Regions from separate parts of the Mus musculus genome. Here region 2 is linked to region 1. The links are chromatin contacts, called in public Hi-C maps. All regions are on one chromosome and are shown on one strand. Each heading gives the region's core, a stretch centred on a gene start, on an enhancer-like site or on the middle of the called end of the contact. The rest is flanking DNA. Distances are from core to core; before and after follow the strand shown.

What was found. Hi-C and Micro-C count contacts between places; a contact is called where the count stands out from the background.
Region 2: a contact with region 1 is called in a Hi-C map of double positive thymocytes, with 7 times the contacts expected there. The contact joins two enhancer-like sites. A contact is called at or near these places in 9 of 484 Hi-C or Micro-C datasets (CD4 T cells, CD8 T cells, the HL-1 cell line and 5 more), 5 of 115 datasets of contacts at active chromatin or transcription factors (CD8 T cells, T-cell acute lymphoblastic leukemia, double positive thymocytes and 2 more) and 4 of 9 other capture datasets (adipose tissue, embryonic stem cells, liver and 1 more).

Annotation. Positions count from the first base shown.
Region 1 is chr10:28,591,626-28,597,321 of GRCm38.p6, forward strand. Ptprk (protein tyrosine phosphatase, receptor type, K) reads left to right here. Exons shown (of 32, transcript NM_008983.2): 30 at 260-423; 31 at 1,145-1,280; 32 at 4,177-5,696. The coding sequence ends at 4,230. Among named protein-coding and RNA genes, the nearest start is that of Themis, 74 kb to the right of the region's middle. Within about 2 kb of position 2,431, at least 92 of the 459 cell types and tissues checked have an H3K27ac peak or open chromatin away from gene starts, as enhancers often do. A contact at or near this core is called in CD8 T cells, the P5424 cell line, T-cell acute lymphoblastic leukemia and 2 more, where this site is marked.
Region 2 is chr10:28,482,706-28,488,401 of GRCm38.p6, forward strand. Ptprk (protein tyrosine phosphatase, receptor type, K) reads left to right here. Exons shown (of 32, transcript NM_008983.2): 11 at 483-588. Among named protein-coding and RNA genes, the nearest start is that of Themis, 180 kb to the right of the region's middle. Within about 2 kb of position 3,061, at least 14 of the 459 cell types and tissues checked have an H3K27ac peak or open chromatin away from gene starts, as enhancers often do. A contact at or near this core is called in CD8 T cells, the P5424 cell line, T-cell acute lymphoblastic leukemia and 2 more, where this site is marked.

The sequences.
Region 1 (5,696 bases), core at 1,181-3,680:
CACAAGCATGCCAAGATATTTGTCTTCAAGGTGACTTTAGAGCCTATCAAGTTGGCAATCAGTATAAGCCATCTCAGGCAAATAAAAAGAACAAGTTGTGGGTTCTTGCTGTCATAGCTTGGAATGTTTCTGAAAAGGCACCACAATTACTAGACTCAGTCCAGTATAAGTTCCCTCTGTACTATAAATAGTGCATGTCTTTTACCATATGTTAAAGGATCTCATCCTGATGTTCATAAAATGCTGGTTTTCTCTACAGCCACAGGAGGGCTATCTGATGGTACAACAGTTCCAGTACCTAGGCTGGGCTTCTCATCGAGAAGTGCCTGGCTCCAAACGCTCGTTTTTGAAATTGATACTGCAGGTGGAAAAATGGCAAGAGGAATGTGAAGAAGGGGAAGGCCGGACAATCATCCACTGCTTGTGAGTAGGACAGGGCAGGGCAGGGCATCGTGGCCTTGCCATGCAGGGAGCCTCAGAACTCATTTCCTGGCTAGCCTTTGCTTTGTGTGTGTTTAAAAGATGTTCCTCAAATCCTGGCAGACAAAACTACCATAGCTCGTATTTCAAAATAGAACTCTAGTCTCAGAAATGAATATTTTACTATTAATTTTAGTTTTGTTTTCTGACTATTAAATCTAATAAGAGATGACTCAGTAGTTAGGAGCAGTGCCTACTTTCCTAGAGGATCTGAGTTTGATACCCAGGACCTAACTGGTGACTCACAACCCTCTCTTGACTCTAGTTCCAGGAGATCTGATGCTCACATCTGACCTCTGTGGGCAGTGCATGCGCTGGGTATACAGACAACATGGAGGAAAACATATCCACACAATAAAAATTATGCAGTTGTTTTATGGTTTAACTCTTTCAAGTACCTGTCTGGACAACTTCTGTTTCAGGCAAATGGTTAGGATCTCAACATCTCTACATTACAACAAATTATGCCTGTCACATATTCCTGCTCATAAGCTCCTGAGAGAACTTCATCCTCTAGTATCCTCCCCTCTTCCCTTCACACACAAATGTAGAGGAGAATCCAAAGAAATGGGAGAATTTTTAAAGATAAGTGTCCTTTCCCAGGAGAGTGTGATGGTGTGACACGTGATTCCCCCAAAGGTACTAAGCATGTCTTTGCTTTCAGGAATGGCGGTGGGCGCAGTGGCATGTTCTGTGCCATAGGCATTGTTGTGGAGATGGTGAAGCGGCAAAATGTGGTGGATGTTTTCCATGCAGTAAAGACGCTGAGGAACAGCAAGCCAAACATGGTGGAAGCCCCGGTGAGCCACAGAATCTTTCGAGGGTCTCAGTGACTACTCAGTCATATACCTACTGACTTGTGGGTCTTCACGCACATAGAGGAAATCAGTCAGATGTGCACATGAAACTTGCTGGGACGTTGTGACTAATAGGTAGAGTGTAGCTAGTCTGGCTTTGCCTGTATAAATGCATTCCCCATCACATAACCTGTTGGGTGAAGAAAATGGTCTCATGCGATTTGAGAAGTGAAATTTGTCCTCCTTATTATCAGTGAATTTGTGCTGTGCAGTAAATAGTTCTAGGAAAATAAATCTCACTAAAGTGTAGTCACTTTTTTGCTTGTTGAGGCATATTGAGTTAAGTCGCAGATATACTCATAGGTCACCTCAGAATCTTAGACACCTATTTTCTGTTTGTTCACTTACTTTGTTTTAATTGACTTATTTTGGTGTGTGTGTGTGTGCGTGTGTGGGTGTTGTTAGGTATGGAACCCAGGATCTCAAGCATGCTAGGCCAGGCATTCTACCACTGACCTATATAAACAGACCTGACGCCCAGTGTTTTTGAAAGAGCAACTGAAGTTTATAGCAGCTATTATCCATAATCCTTCCCCATCTAATCCGAATGTAAATTGTCAGTCTGTCCTTGCTGTCAGCTGAAAAGCTTTTATCAGCCTTACAGTACAGTGCATATAATGTGACAAAAGTTCTTCTAAGCTCACAAAGCCTCTAAAATAAGGACAAATGGGGATATGTGAGCAAGGCTTCATCTAAATGGAGCTGTGTACCAAGTAAGAAAGTTACTGCCTCTGTAACATGCTTGACTTGGGGGTTACACATAAGTACAAAGAGACTGGGAAGGAAGAGCAGCTGCAGCAATCATAGAAAAGAAAGGGAGAAAAGCCAGGGCATCACTGTTGCTTGCCCTACTTTATCAAGATGATGGGAGCAACGGAGGTGTGGGGCTGTGGGAGGGAGAGAGGAGGAAGCGGGGGGGGGGGGGGAGAGGGAAAGAGAGTGAGGGAGAGGGAAAGAGGGAGAGAGAGAGAGAGAGAGAGAGAGAGAGAGAGAGAGAAATTTAGTAAGCTCTTGGTGTTTTTACCACTTCCTGCTTGGGGTTGTTCACACAGGAAGTGCATTGTTTCCTGAGACAAACATCTAAAGACTTCGGTTTATGCTGTTTCACTCTGGCTAGTGGCAGCTAACTTCTCCCTTTCTCAAAGAGTGCTCTTAGGAGACTCCAACTGGGACCAGATAACGTCACCTTCTCTGGAATGCAGGCAGTTGAGAAGGACAGAGAGTATTGATTTGAGAATTTTTACATACAGACTGGACAGTAGATAGTTATCACTCTCTGGTTTCAAGATGTATAACCTGTGAAATATACTCTGCCTGAAACATTTCAAGTCACATGCCTTCAGAAGTAACATCTGTCTCCAAATTTGCCTTTGATATACCACCTTTTGACTTCTAAGTTTACAGTTGAATATTTGTTCTAGAACCTTCCCATGAGTTACTGTTTTCCTTTTTTATTTATGTCCCACAAATCTTGACAGAGTTGACAGAATGCACTGCTTAATCAACATCAATGATTAATAAAGTTTACTATGGTTTGGGCTGAGTTTGATATGGAAATGTAGATTTAAACAAAATTGAGAGGCACTGACTGGCTGCAAGCATTTTTTTTTTTTTATCTTTGGTGGGACTTCTCCCAGGAAGCTAATGTAGAGCATATTTACGTTGGTTGTCAGAGATTCTGGATATTTTAATATTTACTTTAAGTTCTGCACTAGTTCAGCCTGCCTAGATTTTACCTGCTTGGACTGGGCTGGGAACTGTCCAATGAATTATATAATATAAGTCATCATTTATAACAGTCTCTGGTCTTTTTAAACTTCTTGATAGTGGATTTTAAGTGACTACACTCAAAAGAAGTGTTATTTTAACTCAAATGTTGCATTATCAACTTGATCAACAACATTGTCAATCAAGTTGTCTTAATTAAGAAGAGGTGTCAGGAATCTATTTAGGCATAAGTGAGCTTGAAGGGTTATTTCTTTTTAATTCTTAAATATTCCTTTTAAATTGGTTGAAATGGTACTCTGATACCATTGCAAAAGGTAGCATACAGGGGGTTCTTCTCATCTCTCTCTGTCTCTGTCTTTCACTGTCTCTACCTATCTGTCTCTCTGTCTCTCTCTTTCTCTCTCTCTTTCTCCCTCACTTTTATCTAAAGAGATCATTTGGAATATGGAGGAAAGCACAGGCACACACCAGCAGCAATACAAAACAGAAAGATATTGAAATAATCTAACAAGTAATCCAGATAATCCACATGGTAGATTTTTGCGTGATATAAAAAGACTCAGGATGTGTAACATACAACATGTAAAACAGAAAATCCTCTTGAGAACTCCGATTTTTTATTTTTCTGAGACGATTACTATGTCAATCGTGTACTCTTCCCCTCCCCCATGCCAAGACAGGGTTTCTCTGTGTAGCTCTGGCTGTTCTAGAACTCACTCTGTAGACCATGCTGGCCTTGAACTCAGAGACACACCTTGTCTGGTTGCTGGGATTAAAGTGTGGTCCACCACAGCCTGGTTCTTTACCTTTTTGTAAGCTGGGAAACATTCTTAACTATTTTAATCCTATAAAAATCCTTGGCACTATATTAAATGATAGGAAATTTAGGGCAAAGATAAAACATCTTTTTACTGTTTCTTTTTTTTCTTAAAAGGGATCATTAGACTTGAGAATAAAATATATATGGCCAGATGTTCCTGTTATATGCAAAATAAGTAATTTACGACTTTTAAATAATCTAAATTGGGTGTCAAGAACTCACACAGATGCTATTACTCACCATTAGCCTTTTGCTAACTCCTTTCATCCCTTCTGTTCTGACATGATGCAGGAGCAGTATCGTTTTTGCTATGATGTGGCGTTAGAGTACCTGGAGTCCTCATAGTTCGCTGAGACTATTTGCAGAGCATCCAAGCAGAAATCCATTCGTCTGTTGAGCCAGCAGCTGTTGTACCTGTTACTGCACCGAGAGATTTTAATGTACGGGGTGGGAGGCTTTTACATTGGAGAGGCAAATGTATTTTTCTTATAAAGTTGTGTATCTTAATAAAAAGGACTTGATCAGTTTCTGTGACTGTATGAGAGCATCCACATTTCATGCCACCTAATTTTATCTTTAATCAGAGGCAGATTTGGATGAGAAGTGGTCTGTGTCTGTCCAGTGACCACACAGCCTTTTCTCTCCTGCTTTCTGTAGAGCAGCTACCACACATTGCATGCACTTTGTAAGTGGCATTTCCCTCTCTTTTTAAAATAAAAACTGTGGGACCTTAAGAATGGGGAAGGAAACAAGCTGTGCAAAGTCATGGTAAATTTCATTTTATATGTTCCAAGTGTACCAGATTCTATATAAATGTGTGTGTGTGTATATATATATATATATATATATATATATATATATATATATATACATACATACATATATACATATGTGTGTATATATACATACATACATACATATATATGGCTTATTTTCTTTTAATGTGCAATGATGGCTGGATCATTTAAAGTTCCTTTTAGAAAATAACATAAGCCAAAGACTGAAGTGTACATATGTCTATATGGAAGAAGCACATTATATTTATTGGTTACTTACATTACTTTTTTGATGGATAAAATACTACCGCCACACAATCATTTTTGTTGTTGTTGTTGTTTTAGGAGAGTTAGCTAAAAATCAATGGTAAACAATTTTTTGTAGATTATTTTTTGTATGTTTAGTGTAAGTAAAGGATAAACTTTTTATTCATAAACCAGGAAGCAATGTTTTCTGTAGTGGTTCCCTTGTGTACATGCCTGTGAATTAAATTTATGTAAAACATCTTGGCAATTGTCTTTGAATAGAGGACCAAATTAAAACATTTCACTGAAAATGTAGTTCTCCCCCAGTTTCATTAGGTAAATGATGGCTTGATGGTTGCCTATGAGAAATCTGCACAGCAGAGGACATTGCAGGTAGCTTGCCCAATGTGGAATATTACCTTTAAGCATTGTTTAAACATTAAAGAGTTAGTCTCTGCCTATGGCCTGACACTGTTCAGGATCACCAGATGACAACATTGCTGCTTGCAGGATCAAGTTTTAGCAGAGTATAAACTGCCACCGTAGCGGCGCAGTGTTCTTTTTGATGTTTCCAAGCACAAGCTTTGGGTTTCTACAATAGACAGTGCAAATAGATGTGTGGTCTCATTCATGTGCCCCACATAGCTGTAGTGTCACATCCTCATCAGCTTGCAGTTTGTGATTAACTGAAGCATTATGGTGTCCTCTTCCTACATTGCCTGTCTATGACATGGTGCTTATAAAGATTTAATGAGAGTAAGAGTGAAATAAAGTTTTTATAATTGTAAC
Region 2 (5,696 bases), core at 1,811-4,310, 110 kb before region 1:
AGAGCTAACAATTATGTTTCCCTTGTGGTCACATGAAACTGGTCCAATGATGATATTGGACCTTTCTTTGGCTTATTTAAAATGATTGGCTGTAACCACCAGGCTGCCCATAGCTCCCTGCAGGCGTGCACAGCCCAGGCCTTCATGTGTGACTCCGCAGCTAGGGCAGAGTCTCCTCCTCCAATCCCACCCCTTCCTTGCTGGGTTAAAGATCTTGAGAAGCTGAAATTAAAGTATCTACCCAAAGTTTTTTGAATATGAGTGCAAGTCCCCAGACAGCTTTTTAAAATCCAACAACGTCCCCTTTCTAGCTTCTTCTGCTAGGGTTAAGGTTCTGTGTCATGCCATAAAATAAGGTTCACTGCAGTTAATTAGGAATTAAATTGATTTCCCCTTAAGGGAAATCATTTATTCATAGCAACCTATAATATGTCGCTATGAGTCGATTGAACTTTCGCTTCGCCTCGTTGATCTCTTTTCAGCTCCAAGCTTACCTGACTATGAAGGAGTTGATGCCTCTCTGAATGAAACTGCCACCACCATCACAGTACTATTGAGGCCTGCACAAGCCAAAGGTGCTCCTATCAGGTAAGGGGGTGGGAATGGTCAAAAGGAAAAGCTGCCAGTGAGAGAAGTGTCTTCCTATGGTTCTTTTCTTCCTATGATATGGTTATTCATTTGAACAAAGATTGCAAATAGACCTGTAGTTAAGAGGGGACTTCCAAGGGTGTTTCTGTCCCATCTAAGACTATTGCTGTCTGTATTCTGTTTCATTTCACTTCCTCTACTGGGATCTGTACCTTGAAGGTATTTGTCAAATAATCTGAGGAAGTAATTCTTGTCCAACTCTGTGTATCTCTTATGAGTAATTTCACGTGAGAGACCAAAATCACGTGAGGATTTTGAAAGAAATGCAGAAGAATAAAAGCAGATCAAGCCCCTGTGGCCTTTCAGCTCTTAAATTATCAGAAATTTCATAATAAAGTGCAGCTTACTGGTTCCTTTATCTTTTAATATTAAAATCTTTCCTATTACCTACTACTGCTATTCTCTCCAATAAAAAATCTGATCCATGTCAAAAAATATACTAGTCCATGTCATTTTTAGAGGTTAATAAAATTATTTCAGCTTTTTATATTTTGAACAACTACAGATGAACCTTCAAAATTCTGATTGCAACCAATAGCTATGTGGGCATTTTGTTAATCAATATTAATAAGAAAACCATATAGGTATAAAGGTAAGGCACATCTGAGAGCAGGATTGAGTTTTGTGCTGTTTATAAATCCTTTCAAAAGCCGGTCAGTCTCTGTTCTGTATGTAAAACCAATATCCTTGACTTAAAGAAACTGATGTCTTTTGTCATCAGAGTTGTACAGTATTTTTTCATGAATAAAAAATATGTTGATGAACATGAGTCACAAAGAAAACTTGCAATCCCCATCTAGCTAAAATTCAGTGCACCACCACATTCCAGAACAAGAGAGGTCGCTAGTGTGCCTGTAACATAGATGCTCTGGAACATCAGCTACTTGAACATCTGAAGTCAGTATACAGTGCTGTTCAGGAATCGATCTCCAAATCATTTTGATTGCTGGTATGAAGAGGAGTAGAAAATGTCTCATTCAGCTGGACTTGGTGTCCTTCTCTATTGGCACGTATTCATCGCCATTCACATGTCCCTAGTAGGGACAAAACTTACACCATAGGCATTTAATCAGTTCCTGATGTTTAAGAGGATTCCAGGTAGCTGTATTTCTCTTTTAAAGTTTGCCTTGGTCTGGAGAGATGGCTCAGTGGAAAGAGCACTAACAGCCCTTTAGAAGAATCTGGTTCAACCCCTAGCACTCACCTGTTGACTCACAAATATCTAAAACTCCTGTCACAGGAAATATGATATTCTCTCTGGCATCCTCGGGCACTGCACACATGTGCTACACAGACACACATTCAAAAAAAAAAAAAAAAAAGTCAGCAAAACAAAAATAAATAAATAAATAAAATTTAAAACTATTTGAAATCCCTAAAAATGTTAAGTGAAGCCATCTTTTTCTTCAGGTATTATTATCATTATTATTGTCAGGCTGTGCTGTATAACTTATATGATCCTTTGTTCACTTAATCAAATTTTTTTCTGCAAATTTTGACCATTTATTAAGTGCCTGTCACCCATCTTAATATTATAAATTAAAGATACACTGATCATAACACAACACAGTGTCTCTTCCCAGGTTTCTTAGGGTATCAGGGGTCATTCTATCATGTAGATCCTGAGCTAATTGACAGTGCTCAGGAATTCTGTGTATTTTCTATGGGTTTGATTAAACGACTTTCTTGTCTTCTGCTTGCCTTTATATATGCATGATTTCTAATTACTAAGAATTCATAAGGTCTAAACCAGCAACTATACAAAAATAATTCTTAATAGTCATTTATCTTTCCCTGGCATGGAAATGTGCCTCATTGTATTTGTTAGCAATTCCTGGAATTGAGCCCACTGGCTAGGCACTGCAAATTATATAGTACAGATGAGTAGTTCTCAGAAAACAAGTTGAAGGACTGGAGATATCATTCAGTAGGCAAGACTGCCTGCTGTGCACACAAGAAGATGTAAGTTTGAATAATTGGCCAATAAACCCTGTGCAAGCCAAGTAATACTATATTTGCCTATAGTACCAGAATTGGGTACAGATAAAGGCCAATCCCAGGAGCTCTTTGACCAGCCAGCATGGCTGACATAGCTTGCCTCGGGGTCAGTGAGGGACCCTATCCAAAAATAAGGTGGAGAGTAATAAAGGAAAGAACTCAACATGCTCTTCTGGCCTCTACGTGCATGAATATGGGTGTACACTTGCTTATACCACACTCAAAAACATATGCACAAACAGAAAACTGACTTTATAAAATAGGCTATTCGAATAAGAAATAAGTTACTGTGAGCATTTGCCAAAGTTAGTAAGTGAATGTTCCTAAAAGGGAAGAGGAGTAAGAGTGCCAACATGTTAATTCAGTCAAGGCCATCTTTATTTAGCAGCATTTGCCCGGAGCGCCTGCAGGTGGAGCCAGCAGGCAGGGCTACACACACTTAAGTAGACAGCACTGCAGTTTGGCATTTGCTGGGTTTGGACTTTGCTTCCCTTGCTTTTGGCATCCTTTAGTCCAGTAGTACCTTCTTCCCCACTAACAACTTCCCTCCTTCCAACCATGCCTGCAAGACACTGGGGTCTGATTCTGAGGTAGTCCAGTGTCCTAATGTCTTTAAAGTCAGAGTCTCATGTGATGGGGTGGTCAATTTTCCTAGCACTGAGTCTGTGGTCTGATTCTATAAATCATTTCTTGGATCCTATCATGCCATTTCGACTTTCCTGTAAAGTATTTACTTTCTGCTTAATTTCTTGCGGCTTAGTTACCCCCTCTGCTGTCAATGTTACTGCTGCTCTACGTTGTGTCTTCCCAAAATATCAGATCTCTTAACCTCCAGCTAACCCTGAAAGCTTCCCACTAGTCCTCAGTCATCAATCCTGAATATTGGGTCTATCTTCCCTTCCTGTGATACTGTTAGTGTTTATTAGCTTACATTTCACGGTCCATTTGTCCCAAACCTACAACAAATGGGCTTTCTTTTTCTTGAACTTCTTAATGAGAAGCTCTCCTTCCAGATCCTCTGTTACAGTAACTAAGAAATCCTCCTTACTCAGCACTAGTGCATTTACTTTATTTAGCATAGGCTTATTTTAAAACTTAAATTAACAGTGATTCCCACAAACTCACAGATTCCATAGCAATCTTTGCATACCAGGAGTTCATCTGGATATCTGAAATAGGCATCCAGTGTGGAGTGTGAGAGACTCCCTGATAATACAATGCCTGATAACACAGAGAGAAATTTTTATTAAGGAGGGGAAGAAATGAAGTCTGCCAAGGTTCACTTTGAGAAGAGATTATGGGTGTTCAAAGAGATCACAAAGAAGTGATTTGGAGTACTGCTTTAGTCCCAGATTTTCTGAGCCTAGTCCCCCCTGACAATGAGGCCATGGCATCATGAATGGTATCCATGAATGAATGATGAGAGATGAGATTTAAAGAGAATGTGGTGTAATTATGACTTCTCCAGCCATTCCCTCCACCTCAAAGGAAGTATGAGTTGGAGCTACAAGACTATACTCAGAGGGAAGCAGTCAGGACAGAAGTACATTAACTTTATATTAACACTGTAAAGAGGATGAGGAAGCCCTCGAATGTGTATGGCATGTAGATCACAGGAGTCCTTGTAACTTCAAATGAATAGTCCATATTGGAAAATAGTGAGAGCAAAAGAGATAAATACAGGGATTCAGGATAATATTAATCCCAGTCTAAAGGATAGAGTCTGACTTGTAGGATGAAGGGCAAAACTGAGACAAAATTGCACGCTGAAAGATGGGGAAAGATTACAGGGAGTGAGGACTGATTTAAGCTAATGCCGGGATTTTGAGTTTGGTGATTTGGTAGCCCGATAACTCTTACATAGAGAGAAGGAAAAAGATAAGAGAACGGGCTTTTACATATTAGGAGTGAATAAACAAAGCACCTGGAATGCTTGGCCATCAGGAAAAATGACTACCATAACTCTTCTGACTTTCAGAATGCTGGCAGTAGGATAGAACAAGCCATGTCTCAATGGGGAAGGATCTTGGAAAGCTGTTTTCACATGACTCTGAAACTTTAGAGATGAGTGTCTGTCTCCTGCAGCTGTAAGGATAGATTCGTAAAATATGAAATAACATATGTACTGATGTTTACTTTGCTTTTTTCTTGTCCCAATGCTTTATGCAGCGTAAACCTATAGCCACACTCACAGATTAGCTTGGTAATTGTATTGTTGTTGTTAAGTCTCACGGCAGACTATTGTATGCAGCTTTGATTCTAGCTCCATATTGATAAGCATCTTATCAGTGAACTGTCCACAGTATAAGTCACATACTCTCTGTGCAACAGCGGAATTCACTTCTGCTCCTTGAAATGGAAGGGCAGTTGTTCTGTGTCCTATGCCACAAAACTAAGAATTACTTTTAGCTGTGTTTAATTAAGTTTTATTGTGGAAGCCAATTTCACTTCTAATTTTTAAACACACATTATATTTGGGTTTTAAAGGAAGATTCTAACACCTATATCGTGATTTAAGTTAATCGGTAATATTTTAAACTTTTAATGAAAATGAATAGCAAAGATGACAAATGAATAAACATATTAAAAGACTATGGAATATTTTGAATTATTAGTGTCCCAATCTCTTCTAATGTTTTAAACTTAACTATTGTTAAATTCTATTTGATAATTTAAAAACCTTAAGAAACAAAAGCATGCACAGTATAGTATCAGTAATAGTGTCAGGGATGAGTACTCACCCATGAGATGGATACTAAGTTGGGCTGGTCACTGGTTGGCCTTCCCTTCCGTCTTTGCTCCATTTTTGTTCCTATATTTTGTTTAGACAGGAGCAGTTTGGGGTCAAAAGTTTTGTAGGTGGGTTGCAGAGCTGTTCTCTGAGAGGCTCTACCAACAGCCGACTGAGACAGATGCAGATACTCACAGCCAAGCATTAGACTGAGGCCAAGGACCCCTATGGAAGAGCTAGGGGAAGGACTGAAGGAACCAAAGGGGATGGCAACCCCATAGGAAGACCCAAAGTATCAACTAACCTGGACCTTTGGGAA